Regions from separate parts of the Mus musculus genome. Here region 1 is linked to region 2. Evidence: chromatin contacts called from public promoter capture Hi-C data. All regions are on one chromosome and are shown on one strand. Each heading gives the region's core, a stretch centred on a gene start, on an enhancer-like site or on the middle of the called end of the contact. The rest is flanking DNA. Distances are from core to core; before and after follow the strand shown. Region 1 holds the start of Tifa (TRAF-interacting protein with forkhead-associated domain). Region 2 overlaps Camk2d (calcium/calmodulin-dependent protein kinase II, delta).

The links. Promoter capture Hi-C pulls out the DNA fragments that hold promoters and counts their contacts.
Region 1: a contact with region 2 is called in a promoter capture Hi-C map of pre-B cells, with 4 times the contacts expected there. The contact joins the promoter of Tifa here to the enhancer-like site in region 2. A contact is called at or near these places in 2 of 39 promoter capture datasets (the C10 cell line and pre-B cells), 1 of 484 Hi-C or Micro-C datasets (pre-B cells) and 3 of 115 datasets of contacts at active chromatin or transcription factors (bone marrow-derived macrophages, large pre-B cells and pancreatic cancer cells).

The regions. Positions count from the first base shown.
Region 1 is chr3:127,788,425-127,792,499 of GRCm38.p6, reverse strand. It overlaps Tifa (TRAF-interacting protein with forkhead-associated domain), which reads right to left and starts at 2,628. Exons shown (of 3, transcript NM_145133.4): 1 at 2,329-2,628; 2 at 971-1,027.
Region 2 is chr3:126,807,158-126,811,592 of GRCm38.p6, reverse strand. Camk2d (calcium/calmodulin-dependent protein kinase II, delta) reads right to left here. Exons shown (of 21, transcript NM_001346635.1): 15 at 3,344-3,385; 16 at 906-954. Among named protein-coding and RNA genes, the nearest start is that of Gm15551, 140 kb to the right of the region's middle. Within about 2 kb of position 1,447, at least 26 of the 459 cell types and tissues checked have an H3K27ac peak or open chromatin away from gene starts, as enhancers often do. A contact at or near this core is called in pre-B cells, where this site is marked.

The DNA.
Region 1 (4,075 bases), core at 1,379-3,878, 980 kb before region 2:
TTTGCAAACTATAGAAGTTAAGAGAAGGAGGGGGCTCAGATGCATGTGCTATAGCCAGCGAGCTGTGAACCTGGACCCCACACCACTGTTAAGGAGGGAAGTGTGGCTGCCTGCACTGCCTCATAAGAGGATGTGAACCAAAGCATTGGCTTGCTGCAAAAGCTGATCACCCTTACTCCTGCATAGGAGCACAGGCCTACCATTCACTGGCAAGTCTGCTGGTTGGTTGGAGAGTGGAGAAGGCAGATAACTAATCTGTTAACTTCCAGAGGCCCAAGGACCTTCTACAAAGTAGCTTGAACCCTTGGCACTTCAGTATTCAGTAGAAAAACAGAAATGAATAATTAACATAACAAATTTAAGAGTAGTAGTTGTTTTTTGTTTGTTTGTTTGGTTGGTTTTTAAGCCACTGGTGTGTAGAGGCTCAACAAAAGTTTTTTTAATTCTGCTAGTTTTAAATACCAAATACACAGAAGGCCAACAGACTGCAGTAGTAACCATGTTTGTCTTGGGAAGGGGAACCAAAGGGCCAGGAGAAGAGAGATTTCTCAGGGCACACCAGGTACAGGAAGATCTGTTCAAATATCTAACAATTTTTTTTTCTTTACAAAACCCATAAGCCATCATATTTTTGTGGAATAAAATAGAATTAGCGATAGTAAAGTATCATTTGGCAATGCGTGTGTTACACAGTATATTACTCTGTTATCTGACATCACAAAGTTGTCAAACATGAACATCTGGGGAACAGTAATAATCGGTTAACAAAGAAACTATTATAGAACAAGGAAAGAGAGGAAATGAAAAGCTACAGACAGGAGCCAAAGGCATGGCTCTTCACCCCCCCCTACACACACACACACACACACACACACACACACACACACACACACAATTCCTCCAACCCCCCCCCCCCCAACTCTCCAGGCTTAACCCTTTGCGTGCTGGATACCAAGATGCACACACTCACCTGAGAGTCTTCCAGTGGCCACAGCTAGATCAGGACTCCTGAGCCTTGTCTCCTCTCCTGGGAGAAAAAAGAGGGGTCTGTGTCGGTGTGTTAGGTACACCGCAGCACTGACAACCCAGCTGCGCACGCGGGACAAGCTGCTCCTAACTGACCCCTGTGTCCTGTGAAACCAGTGAAGGACTACCGGGCTTTGTTTTTGCACAAGGCTGATTGGTTGCAAATACCACAGATGAGAAGCTACGCAGAGATGTTTTTACTAAAATGAGCCAGGTGTCCAAACGGTTTAAAGGGAAGTTTGCACGGCTCCCCTGGGTAGGGGTCACGCATGCCATCAAGGTTTCTCACGTTTTTAGAATTTGCTGTAAATGGAGGTTCCTCTGAGTCGATATGCTAGCGATTGTGATTACAAGAAGGGAGTTTTTATTTTTGCAAAAAAGCTTCTCTTCTTGACAAACACCCGACACCGAGCTGGCAGAAGGGGAAGAGAAACTTGGAAGAAACAAAAGATAATTTTACTCTCTTGCCCAACTCCCTCAGTTGCCATGGCCCCACCGGGTGTCTTAGAAGACATTTGTCCGCGAATTTTACACCAAAGCAGACCTGCACTGCCGACTCAGCAGCCTTTCTGGTTCCCAATCTTTCAGAGAGAGTGGGGGCAACCAAGTACGGAGAGGAGAGCGTCAGGCAAGCTCAGCGCTTTCCAGCGTTGGCGATTCTCGCTCTGCCCACCCTCCACTTCTTATCCCCACCCCGGCCCCACTCCCCTCCCTGGCCGCGGACCCCCCACGGAGCCTCTCCCAGCAACCGGATGCGAATCCTCTGGGAAAATTGGAAAATCCCGGATCACAACGACGCTGGGCTTTCCTGTGACCCGGCTACGGCCGGGAGGTGGGTCTGGAAGAGGCTTGTGCACTCCGGACTGGGATATTTCCCAAGTTCAATAACAGCATGTGACGGCGGGGGACCGGGATGTCGGCTAGTGAGCCAGAATGCACAAGCGGCATCCTTCTAGTTTCCGATTGGATGAAAAGTTTGCAAGAATAGGAGAGGAAAGACATACACACACACCGCTCCCCTCCCCCAGTATTGTTCGGTTCCTCCCTTATTTTATAAAGATCACGTATTTCATAAGCTTAAGATCGCGCTGGCTATATATTTTTTCAACCTTTCCTTAGTATATAGTGCAAGACTGCCTGTAAACCAAGCCAAGGAGAGAGAGAGCGAGAGCGAGGGAGAGGGAGAGGGAGGGAGGGAGGGAGGGAGGGAGAGAGAGAGAGAGAGAGAGAGAGAGAGAGAGAGAGAGAAGCAGGCAAGCGACAGTCCCCCACTCTCAAGCTAAACAGGTGACCAATAGGTACCTGGGGACTTGGAGGTCCGTGAGTCTTGCGGAGCCTTCTGGTGGAAGCCTGGGGATAGGGGTGGGGGTGGGGGACCGTCGCTGCCAGCGCCGTGGGAGCTCGAGGAATCCGCAGGTCGCTGGTCCTCCCACGCCACCGAGCCTCCCACGGGCGCGCCAAGAGCGGCCTCGCGCGAGTGACCTCGGCAAAGCCCTTGCCGGGAGGAAAGCCCCGCAGAGCCAGGCAAGAGGCTGCCGCCGCCGTCCAGCCCTTTTCCACAGGAAGCCCTGCCCCCTGTCGCCTCTCTGAGGTCTCCTGACTGACCGGGTTTGAGTCGCCGGGCACCCGGGGCGACCGCACCTTCTCCAACAAGAGGCAGCTCTAGATGGCATGTGACCCGGGAGCTGGGCTTTGAGAAGAAAGGAACTGGGTCGGTTCCAGATTAAGAGCTGCTGTGGGGTGGTGGACCAGCAGGCAGTTGGAGGACTCGTTGGGGACCCTAAGAATGTGCGCCTGATCTCGGGCCTTGGGAGGCAGTGGCTACTCTCTGCTCAACCCGAGGCGTGGGGAGCGGATGAGAGTCCAGCCAGACAGGATTGGAACCTTCCTCGGGATGCTGCCACCCTGCGCACAAGCCGTCCAGAAGCCTCCTCACCTGTCACTTCCGGCTAACCAACCTTTCTTCGCCCAACACCTAGTGCTGAGTGGTGACAGGGGCAACAGCCTCGTGAGGGTCTTTCAGAGGACCGACTGGATACCCGGACACTAATTTCCGAAGTTCAAGGAGGTTGGGATGGAAATACAGAAGGCAGCTGTGGAGAGAGGTAGGAGAGGGCTTCTATTTAGGGAGAAGAGCGATGGAGAGCAGAGCGAAGAGAACCAGAGTGACTGTAGAAGTTGCCAAGGATGTTCTAGTTGTCCGTTCCGTCGTCCCCTCTGCTTGGGAACCTGAATAGCAATTCCCACAGTCTTTCCATGGAAACTGTTTATTTGTCTGGACTCTGTCCTTAATGTCAGGGGAGGTAGGTCTTTTTCTGGGACAATAAAATGATGTGGCTTCTGCACTGTTGTCAGTCTACTGGAGGGCCTCCCCCCCCCCCCCAATTCTGCTGGGAAGCCTCGGCTGGGAAAGGACTTAAGTACATTTAAGTGAGGCAGATTCCAGTAAGGGATGTAATTTCGTTGGTTAATGATCAACGTTTATTATTCCTTCTTGGAAGAAGAGACAGCCACGGAATCTTCTTTCGATTGAGCTGTATCAAAGCAGGTACAAGATAAGACATTGCCAAGTGATTGTGCCAAATAAACCCAGGCAATAAAGTAACATAAAAATCGGAGTTTCTGCTCTCAGATCTCTTTCTTGTTAACGGTTTTCTTTTTAGACAAGGTTTTGTCATGTAGCTCAGGCTAGCTTCCAAGTCAAGACCCTTCTGCCTCCTGTGAATCCTAGCGTCATGATTGTGCTCCATCTGAACTCTTTAATCTTCAAAGCTGAGTTGAAGAACATGTGAAAAAAATGTGACGAATAAGGGAGTAATAAAGTGATGGACATGGTCAAAGTGCATTAACACAAGTAGAGAAATAACATAGAAACCTTCACTTTATACTATTAATATTTAAGTAGGGGCTATTAACAACACTGACAGAAGATACAGGTTAAAATTCAGGATGCTAGAGGGCATGCTCTTTATTTTCCAGAACTGTCAGGCATGATTGATCCCAAAGAGACTCTAAGTAAGCATGCAGGTCCACATTAGAATCTAATCTC
Region 2 (4,435 bases), core at 198-2,697:
CTACTTACTGGTTATTTATTCTATAACACAAGTTCATATGTTTTTCGAGACTATTTCATTAACGCTACCTAAAGAATTATAGAATTTAGTGACATTTTTACAAAAGGTACTTCCCAGTTAAGATTTAGCTAATGGATGAATCACATTTTTTCAATTCTTCAAATATATTTTACCCTCCTTTAAATGTTTATTTTAAATATCTTTATTATTATAATAATATTTCAGAATATATTCTACCCAAGCAAAGAGGAAGCTATACATACTGAGCTACAGCAAGAACACAAAACTGCACAAGAAAATGGAGCAAAATTAACACTTCAAAACCAACTATGTGGTCAGAGGAAGTAGAGTAAACCTGAAGTACATATTGAGCATGTTTGTGCGGTGGTTCTGTGATTTCAATAGCTTGATAGCTTTGGCAAACAAAATGAAATGGATGTCAAAGCTATATTAAGAAAGTCTATGAAACCCAAGCCAAAAAGCTCCCAAAATCATAAAGCTCCATTGATATTCAATGGAGACCGTTAAAAATTATTAGAATATTTTCATAACACTTCTTCAGAATATAATCTTGAATACAGTTTTCTATACAAGCTTTAATGATATATATAAAATGTATATATATTTTATTCAACTTTTGACTGACATGTTTAAAATCAGTCGTTAGCTGCAATGTCAACAATATGCTTGCACAGAACACATGTTTAAATTTAAATCACATGAAATGTGAAAAAGCTGACATATTCACAGAGTGATTCATTATCCAGAATAATGTATTCATAAAACAAAACAAAAAAGAATTTCTTTTGGGATAAATCTTCTTCCTAGTTTAAAGTGAACAAGCTTTGCTGTGATGGATGTGGCTCTGTGAATTAGGGCTTTCCCACTCTTTGCCTCAAGCCTACCTTTCACGTCTTCATCCTCAATGGTGGTGTTTGAGCTCTCAGTTGACTCCTGTGCAGAGGGAAACACAGCTTTAAGCTTCACAAAACAGAGAGCTAGCTCTTATGACAAACTTGGCTGGTGATGCATACAGATCATGCAAACTTCTTCAGCAGGCTGTGTGCATATGCCGACATGCAAATGGACACATATGTCAAGTGACTTTCAACAGAAACAAGATGTCATATGCTGCAAACATTTCAAAGGGAGCACTCTGGTTGCCTAGTCACGGATGCAGGATAAATCCAGGTGATTTGTAGAAGCAGAAGAAGTATGTAGTTTATTTGAAGATGAATTGCATGAGTTCACATTACAGTGCCTCATACAGTGTGTTTTTAGGAGAAGTGGAATATTTCAGCAGAATAAATTTTAAATTTAAAATACATGTTTTTTTTTTCTTTCCCTAATGAACCTCAAAAGTAGCAAGTTTTTGCATTGGGCACTGTGTTGAGTATAGAATTTGCTATTTGTCTACCCTGCACCTGTGTGGAGAAAGGGCGCTCATTTCATCAGAAGCTGGGACTATCCAGCTGAGCCAGGCTGAGCACAGCTGTCACAAAGTTTCAGGTTTATCTTTAGGACACTGAGATCGTAAGGCATAGTATGTTTTCAAGGTCAGTTAGACTTATTTTCATTCATTCATTCTTTTTTTTTTTTCATTCTTTCTTAACTCAGAACGGGTTACAAAATCTCTTCCCACAAGGAAAAGACAAAAGATCATTGAGAGTCTGCAAATGAAGGTGGGGAGTAGCAAGCACATTCACAAGTGTACTGCTACTGCTGGAGGGGAGACACTTCCTACAGGAGCTTCATAAAGGCTTTTATTACACTTCAGTAATGAAACGCTTTCTAGTAAAGATATGTTGTAGTATTTGTAAGTACTCATTTTCCACTTGGAATGATTAAAGGCCAGAGCTGAAAATAACTGGGACCAACCTTCCAGTTAATAGCTGTATGTTCAGTGAATGGAAAACAGGGTTTGGAGGATAGTTTAAAAAAAATTCCAGTCAGTGTCCATTTATAGATTTGGTATTTTTAGAAAGCCATCTATTTATATGCATATATACCATATATAATATTTAAACCAAAGAGATAAACTAGCTAATGTCCAGAGTCTCCACACATACAAAACCAAAGGGGGAAAAACACCCATGCATTTCTTTAATGTGATGTAGCATTCAGACTTAATCTCAAAATGAAGGTTAATCCCATGCACTTAAAGAAAATGAATTCATATAAGCAATAAATAGCATGCAGCAACCCTTACAATTACGGCAGTGTCCACACCAGCTGCTATGCCTGGTCTTTCATTTGATAGTGCCATTAATGGGATTATTCTCATATGTGCTGGTCCTGACTACCTCAAATCTTTTGGGGACCTAGAACATCTCCAGTGTCATGACACTAATGTACACACCAGATGACGACACAAAACACTTCACATTTTCAACATGGGTCAACTAAATATTGATCCAGAGATGAAATATATTTCCTGATCCTTCAACGTTAATGATTAGAGTAAGGAAAAGACCTGTGACTTAATCAGTATCTTATCTGATGCATTTTCCTCCCTTAAATATGAAAATGAATGTATACCAAGTTATAAGCTAGACATAGAATATATAGAGAGCATATCTCCTTTTATCCTTCAGACATGTGAGTGTTGGTATGAACACAGTATACATATAACTTACAACAGGTAGAGCACATTAGTCTTCATTCAGCAACTTACTCAAATGTATGTTACTGTAATTCATATAGATTGACAGCAAACATATTTAACAAAAAGTGGAACTCCCCGATTCTCTTCAAATTCACTGCAAACAGCAACACCACCAGCGATATCATCAATAACAGGGAATTGAAAAACAAGCAACCAGAAACAACAACAAAACCACTGTGACAACAGAGGACAATGGAAAAGCTGAAAAGCAACAATGTGTTTTAGAAAAAAAAATATACCTACACACTTGTTATGTTTGAAGATGAGGAGGATGATAGCAAGAAATTCTGAAATTTCGTGCTGTATATGTTTATTGTATAACGCACAAACAGACATGGAGAATTAAAAGGAGCACACGGAGTAGCTTAAGATACACGGTCATCTCAACACAAAGACTTTGCAAGTGTTTACACAGACTCTTACTCTTTTTTTTTTTTAATATACTAAGGGATCATTGATCTCTCTCTCTCTTTCTCTCTCTCTCTCAGGGTATCATTCATTTTGATCTGAAAGAAGTCTATAGATAATTCTAGAAGAATTAGGCCTTAAAGAGCATGTGGTGAAAAGATGGCCATTTTTTTTCCTTCCCCACTTGAGATAATGACTGGGTTTTGCACAGGGCATTTGGTGAGTTGTGTAATCTTATCAGAGCAAATGGGGTTGCTTCTCTCTGAATACCTTGTTTCCGTCAGGGTTGTGGATTACAGTAGTTTGGGGCTCCTGAGTGAGAACAAAATAGAGAAAGAAACAGTTTGTTTTGGTAAGTACATTCTTACTAGTCTGTGGGACAGAGCAGAGAGGGCCAACAGACAAGACTAGTGACAAGAGCTAAAGCCAGGTAAGGGGCTGTCAACAGCTGACAGGATCTCTGTGGAGGCCTCTGTGGTGAGCCCATGAGATCACACACCTCTCTACCCAGAAGCAGCATGCAAAAGACCTTATTCTTGAGAGGTGAATGAGGAGGCTTTGCAATTTGGAGACCTAAAGAGGCAGTCACTGTTTCACCCGGCCCTATCCCAGGAAGAACTTCTTTTCTTTTCCTCTGAATACTCTATTTCTGTCTGTACGCAGGAACTGGCCAAGAGCACCATAGATAGAATTATCCACGAAGATATCAAAATCTTTGTGAAGATTTTTTTCCAGCTATATTGCCTTGGGACTCAATTCTGATATTAATATAATCAACACATAGCTGAATATCCTTGGAGACTTTTGAAACACTGGACCACATTTAAAAAAACAACAATAACAACAACAACAACCCCCCTACACACAAAAATGTCCAAAAGAATACACACAAAAGGCATGAAAAAAATTCTAAATGATACTTTTTAAAAAGTTTGTTTAAATGTTTTAGAACTAATAATAGAACACAATCATTGGAATCACTGTTGACACATCTTATACTAATCACGTTGAAAATAAAAGTTCTACTTCATAAACTTCATATCTAGAATACTAAGTTTCCTTTCTTCTCTACTGGATACTATATTTCTGTCTATCTCATAGAAACTGGCCAACAACACCAGAGATAGAAATATCTAAGAGGAGATCAAATTCTTTGTGAGGATACATTTTATGTAAAATTCATTATATAGTATTTATAGGTAATGTTTTTTTTCCCATGAAGAAATTATTATTTTTCTGTGAGAAAAAAACTTTTTTTTTTTTTTTGGTTTTTTGAGACAGGATTTTCTCTTTAGCCCTGGCTGTTCTGGAACTCAATAAGCAGTAAATAATACTCAAATATTAATTAAAAAAAAAGACCTA